Regions from separate parts of the Zea mays genome. Here region 2 is linked to region 1. The links are chromatin contacts, called in public Hi-C maps. All regions are on one chromosome and are shown on one strand. Each heading gives the region's core, a stretch centred on a gene start, on an enhancer-like site or on the middle of the called end of the contact. The rest is flanking DNA. Distances are from core to core; before and after follow the strand shown. Region 1 holds the start of LOC100284380. Region 2 holds the start of LOC541799 (silky 1).

The links. Hi-C and Micro-C count contacts between places; a contact is called where the count stands out from the background.
Region 2: a contact with region 1 is called in a Hi-C map of leaf, with 6 times the contacts expected there. The contact joins the promoter of LOC541799 here to the promoter of LOC100284380 in region 1. A contact is called at or near these places in 2 of 25 Hi-C or Micro-C datasets (endosperm and leaf).

Annotation. Positions count from the first base shown.
Region 1 is chr6:94,200,647-94,207,885 of Zm-B73-REFERENCE-NAM-5.0, forward strand. It overlaps LOC100284380, which reads left to right and starts at 4,712. Exons shown (of 2, transcript NM_001412854.1): 1 at 4,712-5,552; 2 at 5,659-6,131. The coding sequence starts at 4,936. The coding sequence ends at 5,821. LOC100285948 reads left to right here. Exons shown (of 7, transcript NM_001158837.2): 2 at 1-115; 3 at 234-293; 4 at 2,125-2,201; 5 at 2,282-2,338; 6 at 3,142-3,208; 7 at 3,302-3,935. The coding sequence ends at 3,421.
Region 2 is chr6:94,455,455-94,462,829 of Zm-B73-REFERENCE-NAM-5.0, forward strand. It overlaps LOC541799 (silky 1), which reads left to right and starts at 2,813. Exons shown (of 7, transcript NM_001111481.2): 1 at 2,813-3,139; 2 at 3,278-3,344; 3 at 3,535-3,596; 4 at 3,778-3,877; 5 at 4,457-4,498; 6 at 6,535-6,579; 7 at 6,686-7,258. The coding sequence starts at 2,952. The coding sequence ends at 6,865.

The DNA.
Region 1 (7,239 bases), core at 3,462-5,961:
GCAGGGCGTGCCCACCAAGCAGGCGGAGGCGATCACCTCCGCCATCACGGAGGTCCTCAACGACAGCCTCGAGAGCATCTCCGAGTCCTTCGTCTCCAAGGCCGAGATGCAGAAGGCAAGCGCCTCGCCTTTGGCATTGCGTGGATGGTTGTTTCATAGAGGTTTGCTTGGGTCCTGTGGACGGATTGCTCGGTTGTCTTTCTCATTTGGTGGTCTTGGTACTCTGTTTGCAGAGTGAGATGCTGCAGGAGTCCAATATCTCCAAGTTCAAGTCCCAAGTGCAGAGCTCGCAGGTACTGTTTGAAACTAAAATGTTAGGTCGTGAGGATTAGTTGTCCCTGGATTTTCATGGGGCTTAATCTGGGATCTTGTACATGATCCACATAAATTGTTGCTGGCTTCAAATTGGTCTGTGTATTTTATAGGCCTTTTGGGGTGAAGTCACTCAGCATTTCTTCCTCTCTGGATTGTTTTAGATTTGTTCATTTCAGCAGTACAGGGTTTGTTGGATGAAAGTTTGTACAACCTGATTTAGAGCTGCTGCTCGTTAACATTGATGGGGCTATTTGTTTGTGGAATAGATGTGCGCAGATGGGGATTGTGGGTTGAGTCACCATTTATCTGTGCCTTTGGGGGTATCAGATTATGGTGGGTGATATGTCTTGGCCATTTTTACCATCTTAATTGCAGTGAGATTGGTAAATTTGCTCACATGTCTTAACATTTGGCCTTTTATTTTGGAGTTAACATCAGTGGTCTGAGCTTGCCTTGTAGAAGTTAATCTCAAGTCATCAAGTTACATTAGTTCAGGCTTAAAAGATGTACTGCTTGCCTTGTATTGGTTACAGGGCCATTTCTCAAATCAGTTTACATCCATGTGAAATGTTAGTGTAGTATCCATGGTAAGGGATGAACGATACCTATCTGAGCCTTTGGAGAGGTGTCTTATCTCATATACCCTTGGCATGCCAGCAGTAAAGTTGGGGAGAATAGAATAATCTTCCTTTTCAAAAACCACTATTTGTACTATAACACGGACATGGACATCTGAATTAGTTAAGGTTGTTTTTATGTATGCATCATACCACTTATTCTCAACAATTAGTTTCAAACTTGTGGCCTGTTGGTTCCAGAGGCGCTCCCAGAGTCCCAGAAGCTAGCACCCGCATTTTTAGAGTTCCGTACCATGTCATTATGCACTCCATACTTTGACTTTGCTATGCAGAAGAGAATTCTGTTATCATACATTCTATTCTTATCCAATAAAATATTTATTGGTACTTCCAGATAGCTTGAATGCCAAGTATAACAGATGCCTAGTGATCGGAACACATTAGAGTCTTCAAATTTTAGCCACAGGAATTACAAATCCTGGTCTACTGTTTTTTAATAATGTTTTTGGAAATTAGTCTTGAGAAACATTAATGTTGTGTTAAGTTTATCCCTACTCCCTGTCCAATTGAGTAGCTGATATTTTAATATTTTATGGTGTGCTCTGAACTTCAAGATGTTTTGCTGATTGTGCTCAGTGTCTGGACTTATTATCTAATGTTTCGTTCATCTTACCATGCATTATTTCTGAGATATATTTATACTTTTTAGGGTTTGTGATCACCTAACGTTAGATGTATATGCGGATCATTTTTTTCTGCTCATCTGCAATCATATGGAACTACTAATTGTCATTTTACCTGGGATGTTCTATCCATTATCTAGTTTGGAGGAACAATCTGATGCATTTTTCGAGAGAAATAACTCTCTTTCAGAGAGTGGGATTCCAGAATTCTGTCTAGGATTTAAGAGTCAGGAATTACATATCTAATACTCTGATTTGTATGCATGGTGCTGGATTTTTCTCATTGTGATCCCAGTTTGGGAGTTGGGATAAAAGGCATTGTTGTTGTTGTTGTGTGCTCTGCGATGTTTTAGCTGAACCTAGTGCTACATAACTGCAGATTTCGATTTGATAATTGAAACCACTAACCTAAAAATAGTTCTTGCCTATTCGCATTGTGTTTGCATGGATTGCAGTTCACATGTCCTCATCTTGCTGCTTTTCTCTTTACATTTTCAGTATTCAAAACTGTTGGTCAACCTCTTAAAAAGGTCATTTCCTTTCTGTAGGAAAACCATTTCTCTTTACTACAGCGGGAGACTGAGAAACTTCGCGGAGATATTGATAAGATGAGGAGTGAACTGAAGTCAGTGTTAAGTTCAAGAGCTGGTTATGTCAGGAATCTGAATGAACATACTCAGTCTAATTGTTCATTGTGTGAAACAGGTATGAGATCGACAAGGTCACCGCAGGACAGCGATTGGATCTGAATCTTGAAAGAGGGTAAGATCATTTGTCTCTATTTAGATATGCCTCTCTACACTGTCCATTTCTTTTCCCATTATCTGGCTACCAGCTTTGCACTGATCAGTAAAACATAAGAATCAATACTTTCTATAGATTTGTGTATGGAACAAACACAACAAAGAATGATTAACTTGCTCTTATAGAGAAAGTTATAGTGATCTTGGCTACAATTCTGGGTCTCAGGTATCTGACTTGGACTGCTTATTTAGTTATCATTGCTCACCTTTCATATGAAAAGGCATTCATGTTCAAGTTTTAAGGTGTGTGGGCCAATCTATAATTCTAATGTTTTCAAAAAATCAATATGGTGGTTTTGTCATATGCCTTTGGTTGAGATGCTCCTAGTTCTCTTTATATGCAATCATCTGTTGGTCAGCACTCAGCAGTGTACGATGTTTAGATCATGAACACACAATGACGTGTTGACATGTGCGCTATAGTTTCTAGTGATGTTTTGCACCTTGATTTAATGTAAGGAAAACTCACTTTTTTAGGACATCTCCAGTCTCCCTTAAGCCTTCTTAGGGCTTGTTCGGTTTGAGGTGGATTGAGGGGGATTTGAGGGGATTAAATGCCATCCTCTACAACCCTTCAATCCACCCCTAACCGAACAAGCCATTGAGGATTCTTTAGTCTCTTCTGATGGATTACACTTTTACACTAGTGTGTTATAGTTCTGAATAACTGGACAGCGGTAGATGTTTTCTTTAGTATCATGCCTTTTTGAGCTAAAACTGTCATGTGTGTGATTATGGCACCTGATTGAAACCATGCTCCAGGCGCATACGTGATGAGCTTGCCAAGCAGAATGAGGAAACCACTGAGCTTACCACAAAGCTTGACAAGGTGAGTGGTAGTAAACTAAGGCCGCATGCCCATGCTTTCCGTGTCATCGTTTACATCAGAGACCAACCAAAATGTTTTGCCGGCCATATGCAGGAAATCCACTCACTGAAGGCCCAGTTGGAGGCAGCAAAGTACGATGTCATCAAGTACTGCATAGGTACCATTGTTTCGATCTCAGCCGTCGGCCTCGCCGTCCTCCGCATCGTGATGTGAAGGCAGCAAAGCAAATACGTTCTTTGGTTTTACCCATATTCGTCGCCCGTCCGTGGAAACCCGCAAGAAGAGAATAGGTTCTAATTCTGTTCCTAGTTTTTAAAGGGGACAAAACGTGCTCAGGGGAGGGGGACACTTGGTAGTAGGGAGATGTTGCTCAAACTTGTAAAAATAGATTGCCCGTGGAAGAAATGCATCCGAAATGATTCTTTACCTGTGCTGAAGCGTGCCTGGTCTCCAGAGCTGCTGAAGCCACTGTTACTGTGGGGGATCCTGAACTGTGTTAGCCTCGTCCTGTGTTGGAGCCAGCAATTTGGGCTCTGCCATCTGGCCGTTATCAGTTCTGCCCACTCGTTTGATTTTTGATTGTTGTTCCTGTCAGATATGGACTTTAGCTCCCGTCGAGGACTCGCTGCGCATGTTATGTGTAGGACCGATCTTGCTAGAAGCTGGTAGAGCTAGCCCTAAGGCCAACTCCAGAAATAGTCGTGCAAAACACTGTTTTGCAGTAATGTTTACAGTAATATTTACATAGTGGAGTTTGAAATATGAAGAGGATATCGTGGATAGTCTAAACCGTGAATAGAGGTAACAAAACACGAAAAACAGAAGATCTAAAATTTTGGATAGTGTCAGGGAAGAGGATCCAAGCCTCCAATTGTGCAACCGTAGAAGGTTTAGCCTCTAGCATTTTCTTGAGTGAATGCTAAGACTCTGTAAGTGGCTCATTATATTTATGTTGGGAATCGCGTTACTTTATCGGATGCCAAAATGGATTAAAGGTATGTTTGGATCTAGAAGCTAAAACAAAAATGGCTAAAATTTAGTCAATAAAGATCTAAACAGAAAGAGTTAAAAATAAATAAAATAGTAAATAAAAATATTATCTTAGTCACTTTTAACTCATTCTGTTTATATTTTTAGTTTCCAAGTGACTAAATTTTAGTCATTTTTGCTTTAACTTCTAGATGCAAACATGCCCTAACACTATATAATTTAGTCAAAATTGTACATCATACATAGATCAATACTACATCTATGAAGTAAGAAGACAATAATCAATTACACAAAGCTAATTTTGAGCTATAGGCTGAGAGCTAGCAGTAAAGCCATCTCCAGCTACAGGAGATCATGTATAAGGATATGCAAAATGCACAGTTTATATAGTGAAATTAAAAATAACAAGTGAGATATAGAGGCTGAGATAGTCTAATCCGCGAGTTAATAAACCCGAAGAAGCACAAAACCAGGTGGCGAACTTTAGCCTCATTTCTTCCCGTCTTCCCCAAACAAGATCTCGCCTCTCCCCGTCATGGCGGATAATTTAATCCCACCACCCCCATGCTCTGTTACATTATTGCCTCTTCCTCTCGCCGCACCCATCCCACCATGTCCTCTTCTCTGTTCCTCTCCAGCCCCCTTTTCAACCTTTGACGCTGTAGCTTGAGAGCGAGCTTAGTGCCTACCATATTCTCCTCCTGAGCGACTGAGCGCTGGTCTCCGATAGGCTCGCCATGCAGGTGCTCTGCGACGTCTGCGGCGGCGCGCCGGCCGCCGTGCTCTTCTGCACTGACGAGGCCGCGCTCTGCTCCGCCTGCGACCGCCGCGTCCACCGCGCCGACAAGCGCCGCCGCATCCCGCTCGTCCAGCCCTGCGGCGACGACTCCGCCGCCGCCGCCGCCGCGCCGCTCTGCGACGTCTGCAAGGTGACGGTGTCCGGTGCTTCGATCAGCCGGAGGGGATCTGATTCGGAGCTGCTGCTGTCTGCTGACATGGTTGCGTTCTGCAGGAGCGGAGGGGCCTCGTGTTCTGCGTGGAGGACCGCGCCATCCTGTGCCCCGACTGCGACGACCCCATCCACAGCGCCAACGACCTCACCGCCAAGCACACCCGCTTCCTCCTCGTCGGGGCCAAGCTCTCCGCCGCGCTCGTCGACCAGGCGCCCCCCTCCCCTGACGACGACGACGACGACGTCGCCGAGCCCGACGCTGTCCCCGCCGCCTGCGCGGCCAAGGCCTCGTCTCTTGAGTCCGGCGGCGGCAGCAGCATCTCCGACTACCTCACCAACATCTGCCCGGGCTGGCGCGTCGACGATCTTCTCTTGGACGACTCGTCGTTCTCAGCGCCATCTGTACGTGCCCGTCCGTCCGTCCTCGCCGTGCTCTATTCTGTTTCTATTCTATGTCCACAGCCGGATCGCGCTAACGGATCGGTCTCTCGGTGGTTCTCGGAAGCAGAAGACCGGCTACAGCGACGGCCACGATCAGGTGCCGTCCGTGGATGCCGACCTCTTCGACGTGGTGGCCAGCGGCCGGCCAGGCAAGCGCGTCGGCGGCGCAGCGCTGGGCTTCGACAAGGCCCCGGCCTCCGTTGTGGTCGTCCCGACGCAGGGGTGCGTGACGGAGAGGACTTGGAACAGCGACAGCGACGTGTTCGCGGTGCCGGAGCTCCCGCAGCCGCCGCCGGCCAAGAAGGCGCGGCCGGCGCCGGCGCCAACTTTCTGGTGCTTCTGAGCTGTACTGTATCAGTCCGGCCCGGCCGGACAGTGTGTGTACTTGTCGTGACTTCTGTGACCGCTGTGTGTGAGCTTGCTTACATAATACTCACCGCTAGTGGTTAGCAGTGCTCAATCCCAATTAATTAGGTTTGCTGTGTCGTGTATCACTCACAGATCATGAGGTGGCAAAAAAAAGCTTCGAATTACCGATCTCAGAGTAGACTTTGACATGAACCTCGTCAACCCATTTTCAGGTGCAGGGGATCTGTTCAGCAACAAAGGGAGCTCTTTGGTAAAGGGACACAATAAGAATGTTAAGAACGGGAATTATACAGAGTAGGAGGACAAAGGAGGTGTTATAGCAAGTCAAAAGGGGATATAAATTGCAGATTGACATCAGAGGTATGGGGGAACAAAGACCGATTTGGACAGTTGCACAACATAATTTTTTAGAAAGAAGCGAGATATAATTGGGATCTAGGAAACTAGCCTAAACTAGTATATGTCCGTGCGTTACTACGGAATTAATATGCTAAAATACATTGATATGTCAAAAATATGTGTTTTATCATATTGATTCTGTAGCAACGCACATGCATATACCTAGTATATATATATCACATAGATAGGCTTTGTTTAAATGGATATTTGTTTAAACATATTTCAAATCTTTACAATAATAATAAATTAAGTACTCGTATGTTGCTACGGATTACATTTATGTTTGAGTATAGAGTATAAAATATAAAGACACGTGTGTTCTATTGTTTGCTTAGTTGGGTGTGAATGTAAGCCAACAAACATCATAGTTCGAATCTCATTTGTGCGTAATTTTAACCTTTTTACCATTTAAAGAACATAGTAAAGTGTCCGTATGTTGCTATAGTTTATTTTTATGCTTGAGTAAAGAGTATAAAGTACAAAGACACATGTGTTCTATTGATTTGTATAGGTGGGTGCAAATATAAGTCTAGAGCCAACCACCACCATAGTCCGAATCTCATTTGTGCGTAATTTTAACTTTTTTACCAATTAAAAGACATGTTAGCACCTTAATCATTTTTAAGTTGCCGTTAATCTCATAGAACCTACAACGACTTGTTGAACACAAGCAGAGACTTGGAAGTTAAAATAAACTTGCACCTGTCATCATAATGCGATAAAAATACAGTGCTCAAATAAATGTGAGAACACAAAATATCCAATATCTTGCTCTGCACATCACAAATAAAACGAAACTGAGCTGCATCAGCCCTTCGACCTCACCATGACACCATCTTATTGGGCATGGCCTGATACTCTTGACACAATGGTTTTCCAG
Region 2 (7,375 bases), core at 1,563-4,062, 250 kb after region 1:
ACTGCTCCTAAGGTGACTAAGTTGTTCTTGGATCAAGTCTATCGACTACACGGGTTGCCAACCAATATTATTTCCGATCGGGATCGAATCTTCACCAGTTTGTTTTGGCAACAATTGTTTCAGTTGACTGATGCACGGTTGTGTATGTCTTTGGCCTATCATCTGTAATAGGGGTGGAAATTTGGCTCGGGCTCGACGAGCCGGCTCGGGCTCGGTGAGGCTCGGCTCGGCTCGAGCCGGCTCGCGAGCCAAAACGAGCCCGAGCCGAGCCTGATTTTGTAGCTCGCCAGAACTGCGAGCCGAGCCGAGCCGGCTCGGTCCAGCTCGCGAGCCGAGCTAACAACGTCAAGTATACTATTATACCATATTATTGTTATGTTTTGAACTATTTTATTGAATTTCTTAAACTTGATATGTGATACACTTATATTGTAGTCTAAAAATATATAATACATAATTTTTTTTATCTTATATATAATAAAAAATATATAATTTATACTCTAAACGTGATTTAGTGTGAGGCTCGCGAGCTGGCTCGAGCCGGCTCGCGAGCCGTTACCGAGCCGAGCCGAGCCTCTAGGTCGGGCTCGCAAAATGACCGAGCCGAGCCTGGCTCGGCTCGCAGCTGCACCGAGCCACGTCGAGCCGAGCTCGGCTCGGCTCGTTTCCAGCCCTAATCTGTAACACCTCGTCCAATACCTGGACCAGCGATACTTACTCCTGGCAGCTCTCTAGGATCATATACTGTCCCCACAGACCAGCACGAGTCTTTTGTGCACACTTTGTCCTTACTCATGCGCACCCAAGAAAAACTTCCCAGTCGGTCACCCATCCCAAATTGCTCCAAGCCAAGCACGCTTAACTTGGAGGTTCTTTCGAGATAGGCTTCCAAAAAAGAAGATGCACCTTGTTGTTATGGATACTCTATTAATTCTATTAAGCCTTGGGCCAGGATATCACCATCCTAGGGGCCAGGATACCACGTCATCCTCAATCGGATGGTCAAACCGAGAGGTTAAACCAATGTTTGGAAACATTTTTTGCGCTGTTTTGTGCACGCCTTCCCAGTGAAGTGGTCTAAATGGTTGTCTGTCGCCGAGTATTGGTATAATACTTCTTTTCACTCCGTACTTGGGCGCACCCCATTTGAGGTTTTATATGGTTATGCTCCTCGTCACTTTGGTATTTCATCCAAAGCAGTGGTTACTAACATGGAGTTGGAGGAATGGTTGAAGGAAAGGGAGTTGATGATTCGGGTCATTAAGTTACATCTGACTCGTGCACAGGATAGAATGAAGAAGCAGGCTGATAAACATCGATCAGAGAGGCATTTCGATGTGGGTGACTGGGTGTATTTGAAATTGCAACCATACATTCAGTCCTCCGTGGCTACACCTGTCAATAAAAAACTGGCATTCAAATTCTTTGGAGCTTACCAAATCTTGGCTAAAGTGGGACCAGTGGCTTATCTCTTGCAGCTGCCTTCTACTAGTTCTAACCATCTAGTCATACACGTTTCTCAACTGAAGAAAGCGGTTGGTCACAACCAAGTGTTAGTTCCTTCATTGCCTGATGATCTCAGGCTAGTTCAGGTGCCCATCTGAGTGCTGCAGCGCAGGATGATTGAGTGCGGGGGTGAGCTGGTAGCACACATCAAAGTGGTCTGGTCCGGTATGGATGACTCTTTAGCAACTTGGGAAGATGTTGTGGCTCTCTGTTCTCGGTTTCCTGAAGCACCGGCTTGGGGGCAAGCAGTCTTCCAAGGCGGGGGGGGGGGGGAAATGTGGACAGCGGAGCGGCGCAGGCTGATGAAACTGAAGGCAACCACAACCTGAATACTGATGAAGAGAAAGCGCGGGAAGTTTGAGTTTAAGTGAACAGGCTGAGGCGTGTGAATAAGCTGAACCCAAAATATCTTGAGCCAACTTAGGTCGTGTAATAGTTGCTGTGGCGTTTACAATTGGGCCATGTGCCGTGTAATAGAACGGCGTCGTTGCCATATAAGGAGAAAGTCAGACCGGAAGAGGTAACGAAGAACATAAACCTGATTCCTTCGCCCAACTCTTCCCTCTTCTAGTTCTTCTTCTTCAATCCACCTTCTCTCTACCCGCTAACTTAACAGTGGAGTACATCTAAACTAGCTTGTCAGTTGTCACTTGGAGTAGAACCAAACAGACTTTGATCATGCATGTAATCATGGCCCGGTAATTAATGCATGGTTGTGTAGAGCGACCGAGCGAGCGGTTTGATTTGATGCCGGTGAGGTGACGTGACGACGCTAGGTAGCTAACAAGGAGGTAGACGATAGCTGCTACCTGCTAGCAGGAGGTGTGTGATCGAGAGTTGACAGCCGGTGCAAAAGGAGGAGGCCAAGAGAAGAAGAGAAAGCAAAGGAGGAGGGAGTGTGCCGGAGAAGAGGATCCGGAAGCCAAAACCGTGCTAACCGTTGTGCCAAAAGCCGCCACCACGGCTGACCGACGGACGGCACGGTGGATTGATTGGAAACGCGCCGAGATCGACCCAGCCGGCCGGCGCTTACACCCACGCCGCGTCAGATCACAGGGGCCGGGCGCGGGCGGGCACTGCACGGCACCCACAATACGGCACGCGGGCGGGCGGGCGGGCACGGTGCCCCACGCCTTTCACGGATCGGGCAGCTGTCCCCGTCCACGCCGCGCACCGCGCCCCGTCCTCGCCACCCCGAAATGCACACGCACACGCCTTGTCCTTGCTTGCTTCCTTGGCACCACCGCCTCCCCTCCTCTCCTTATTACCACCACCTAGCTAGCAGCGGCAGCGGCAGCACCGGCCTGTTGTGCTGCTCGCTCAGACAGCTCTGCTAGCTGCATCCTCCTAACTCTCCAGGTCTCTCTCTCCTCTCCCAACTCCCAAGTCCCATCCGGATCGAGACGCTGGAGGCGGAGCGCCCCCCCGGGACGGCGGCGGCGACGATGGGGCGCGGCAAGATCGAGATCAAGCGGATCGAGAACGCCACCAACCGCCAGGTGACCTACTCCAAGCGCCGGACGGGGATCATGAAGAAGGCGCGCGAGCTCACCGTGCTCTGCGACGCCCAGGTCGCCATCATCATGTTCTCCTCCACCGGCAAGTACCACGAGTTCTGCAGCCCCGGAACCGAGTCAGTACTCTACTCAGTAGTGCACTAGTGCCTGCTCTTCCTCTTCCATCTCCCCTCCCTCCTCCTGGCCTCCGCGCGCTGCTTCAATTCGCTGGCTGATCGATCTGCGTGTGTGTTGGTTGGTTGGTTCAATCGCAGCATCAAGACCATCTTTGACCGGTACCAGCAGGCCATCGGGACCAGCCTATGGATCGAGCAGTATGAGGTCCGTCCGTCAGCCATATTCGTTTCCCCGGCCCCTTGTGTCTTTCCTTTCCTTTCCTTTCCTTGCTTGCTGCTGGCCGCCGCCTCCTCTCTTTTGCTTCGCTCGCTGCTTTATCCACATGTCCATGAGATGATGAGATCTAAAGCTCTAAACGATTTTCCATGCTTTATTGGTTTTGATCTCTCTGCAGAATATGCAGCGCACGCTGAGCCATCTCAAGGACATCAATCGTGGTCTGCGCACAGAGATTAGGTCAACACAGCACGGACGAACAACCGCCACTTTCCTCTTCCTGTGCTTATTCCTCATATGCATGTGGATTTTCTGAGCGAGATGTCCCCGTATACTACGAGGGATGGATCCGCGAGTTTACATGAATTAGCTCCGAGCACACAGGCTTGCTGATTTGTGTGCTGCTGTGCTCATCAATCAGGCAAAGGATGGGCGAGGATCTGGACAGTCTGGACTTCGACGAGCTGCGCGGCCTCGAGCAAAACGTCGACGCGGCTCTCAAGGAGGTTCGCCATAGGAAGGCACGTACAAACCCTAATCTCTTGCGTTTTTTTTTTCTGACTCCCCTAGCTAGTCCTAGCTAGTTAGGTATAGATCTGTCATATTATCTCTTCTGCGGGCTGATGATGCGCTCTTCAGATCTGTTCATATTTCATGCTCCTTGCTGCTGGTAGATCTTTGTTCATGCCTTCTGATTCGGCTTTGAATCTTGTTTTTGAAGCCGTCATTAGATAGATCTCTCTGGCGTGTTGTTCGCAGTTAAAAAAAAGGAGATTTAGGATTCTTTACTGGGAGAGATAGATTCATCTCTTGTACACTAATTCAGTCCCAGTGTCAATGCATCTAATTAAGTCCTGTCAAATAAAAGTTTCTTTCTTTTTTTACCTTAAACAAAAACATTTAGCCCTGATTCAATATTTTTCTATTGGTCTACTAGAATTAGATCTTGTTCTCAAAAGAAAATTAAAGGTGGGGAAAAAGAAAATTGTTGCTACTAGTAATTTTTTTAGAATCTTGAATAATTTCATCTCATCATGTCCATGTTTTAGTCTTACTTACCTACCTCTTTTGCTGATCCCTTCTCTCGTTTGATTTTTCAGTACCATGTGATCAGCACGCAGACTGATACCTACAAGAAAAAGGTAAGAAAATCTAGCATTATCGGCTAGAGACCGTATCTTATGCGCAAGGAGCGCTAGTGCTCCCATGAGCAAAATCAATCCATACCACACCCTCCACATCCAACGGTGCTGCGTCAGGGGGTTTTATAAAATATTCTTTGCAACTCTGTACATTTTACAAAAACCCCCTCTGACGCAGCACCGTTGGATGTAGAGAGTGTGATCTAGATTGATTTTGCTCATGGGAGCAGCAGGGCTCCTTGCTCATAAGATACGGTCTCTATCGGCTAAGTACATAGATTTTCTTATACGTCAATTGGGCAAGTTTGAGAGCTAGCTTAGCTGCCCCCAATTTGGTACAGAACAGAAATTTATTTACCTGCATATCGATCTATATATAATAATGGGTTTAATAATAATATACCTAGTTCCTCCTTTAGTTCTTTACCTTTCACATGTGACCAGTTTCTTGATTTGATATGTTGGTCATAGAAACGTTTCCAAAACAGCTCTCACAACACTAGCCAATGCATAGTTTTATGTTCATCATCCTTTTCTCTCTCTCTTTTTAGGCTATTATATCCAGCTTTTCTTATGTCTTATTTAAGCATGGATTCTTTTAAAATAAGATAGAAACAGCTGATAATTTGCTTACAAATAAATAAATATCCCTGCCAACACTTCTCTTAACACAATATAGCAACAGAACCGAGCAGACACTTGAAAAATTATCCTTGCACGTTTGTTGACTCTTCAAGTAGTGATGAAAGCAAATATCCGACAGGCACCACCACGCCTCAAACCGAAAATCAGCAACCTATCTAGCTGTTGTCCAGTGTACATTACCATGCATGTCTGTGCATTTCCACACTCAACTACTCCTTTCCCCCATGTCAATCAGCATCTGAGGCGCTCTACTGAAGGTAGCTCCACGTTGTAGTAGAGAACCGGCCGCTAGATCTCTTGGCCCATCTCATGTGCTCGATGCACTCGTCCACACATGTATATATGCAAAGCGCTAGCTGTATCCAATCAGTAGGCGCATTGGCCTCTGTCTTTTAGAAGCTAGGATGAATTGAGCACGAGCAAGGACTCTGTAGTGTGTTGGAGCATCCATGCATACGACGCATGCGTCGTCGTCTGCGTGTCTAGCTAGCTAGCTAGCTAAGGCTGCATGCCGCCTACAGATCATGACATGCTAGCTTATTTGGTCCCCGTGCTACTAGCTATCAGCTGGGAGTAGCATGTTAAGCGCTGATTTTTATGGTGTTGCACCGTGGCATGATATGCACCCACAGATGAGGACCGAGGGTGTAGGCTTTATGATTTGCAGAGGTATGGAAATGGGACTCATTAATTAGTGTGGAAGTACTTTTGCTTGATTGTTACTGAATGTATGTAGTCTGTCAATACGTACACAGCCATGTGTACTGTGTATATTGACTGAAACATGTACGTTGCATCCAGCTCATCTCCAAATCACCCAAATATTTCTTTCTCTCTCTATATATATCACTGAAATGTTGTCCATGAGATATATGCAAATAGCTAGCTGCTTACCCTTTCTTTTGAGCTATCAGTTTCATAGTATGCCTGTTCTTCCACTCCCACAATCATAACTAGTATGTAATATACATTGCAGCTATATATATATATATATATATATATATATATATATATATATATATATATATATATATGTTTGTTCAAAAACAAAATGCAGTAAGAATGTCTGAGCAAACGAAGAGGACCTTTTTTTAATCAATTTCTCATGAATTGAGCCACTTCAGGGCCTGTTACTTATCTTAATACATGTGGATTGGGTAAGTTTAAATCCATAACAAGTTAAAATCTCTACTGTTTTGTTTTCAATTTTATCCTATCTATGTGGTGTAGTAATAACCGAATAAGGCCTCATGCATGGTTTATTTGTTGTGTTTAATATACATGTATTCTATAGAGCGGCTTTTTCCTTTGATACGATTCAATCGATCGACCTTGCATTGTTGCTGAATTACACTGCTCGTATGTGCTGTGCGCGCATACGTACATTGCAGGTGAAGCACTCGCACGAGGCGTACAAGAACCTGCAGCAGGAGCTAGTGCGTTTTTCATTACATACTGATGATAGATCTCCGCTAATAAGCTTAGCGCTGGTCGATCGATGTGTACGTCTAATTAATCCACGAGCTTCTTGGACTCCTTTAGGGCATGCGGGAGGACCCGGCGTTCGGGTACGTGGACAACACGGGCGCCGGCGTCGCCTGGGACGGCGCGGCGGCGGCGCTGGGCGGCGCCCCGCCGGACATGTACGCCTTCCGCGTGGTGCCCAGCCAGCCCAACCTGCACGGCATGGCCTACGGCTTCCACGACCTCCGCCTGGGCTAGCGCATCCATCACCATGCTGGGTGGTGCTGCTCGATCCTACTGCATGGCAATGCAAGCTGGTTGGTTAGTTCGCTCATGCATCGTCCGTCAACAAAGCAAGTAAGCAATGCAATGCAACCGAGGTACTGTAATAGCCAATAAAATCTACTGCATACTGCAAACCCAATTACTGGTAGCTTAGCTACCGCGTGTGTACGAATCAACCGATTAATTACCGCGCCCTTAGCTTGCATGTCGTCGTCGTCTGTGCTTTTGGCGTTCGTAGACATGTGTGTATTGTATGCATGGGTCCTGTTCATCTGCATCCATGCATGTTGTTTATGATTGTAATTGTTGTGTGAAATGGCTGTACTTTGTTATGATCACGTGAAATTATATCTACATTCGTGAGACTTAACCAGTGTTCACATAGTACATTTTTAGATAATGGTTAAGATAGTATCACATGTTGATGCCTATAAAATTAGGGGCTGTCTATACAGCACATGGGCAATTTTTGCCCGAAAAACA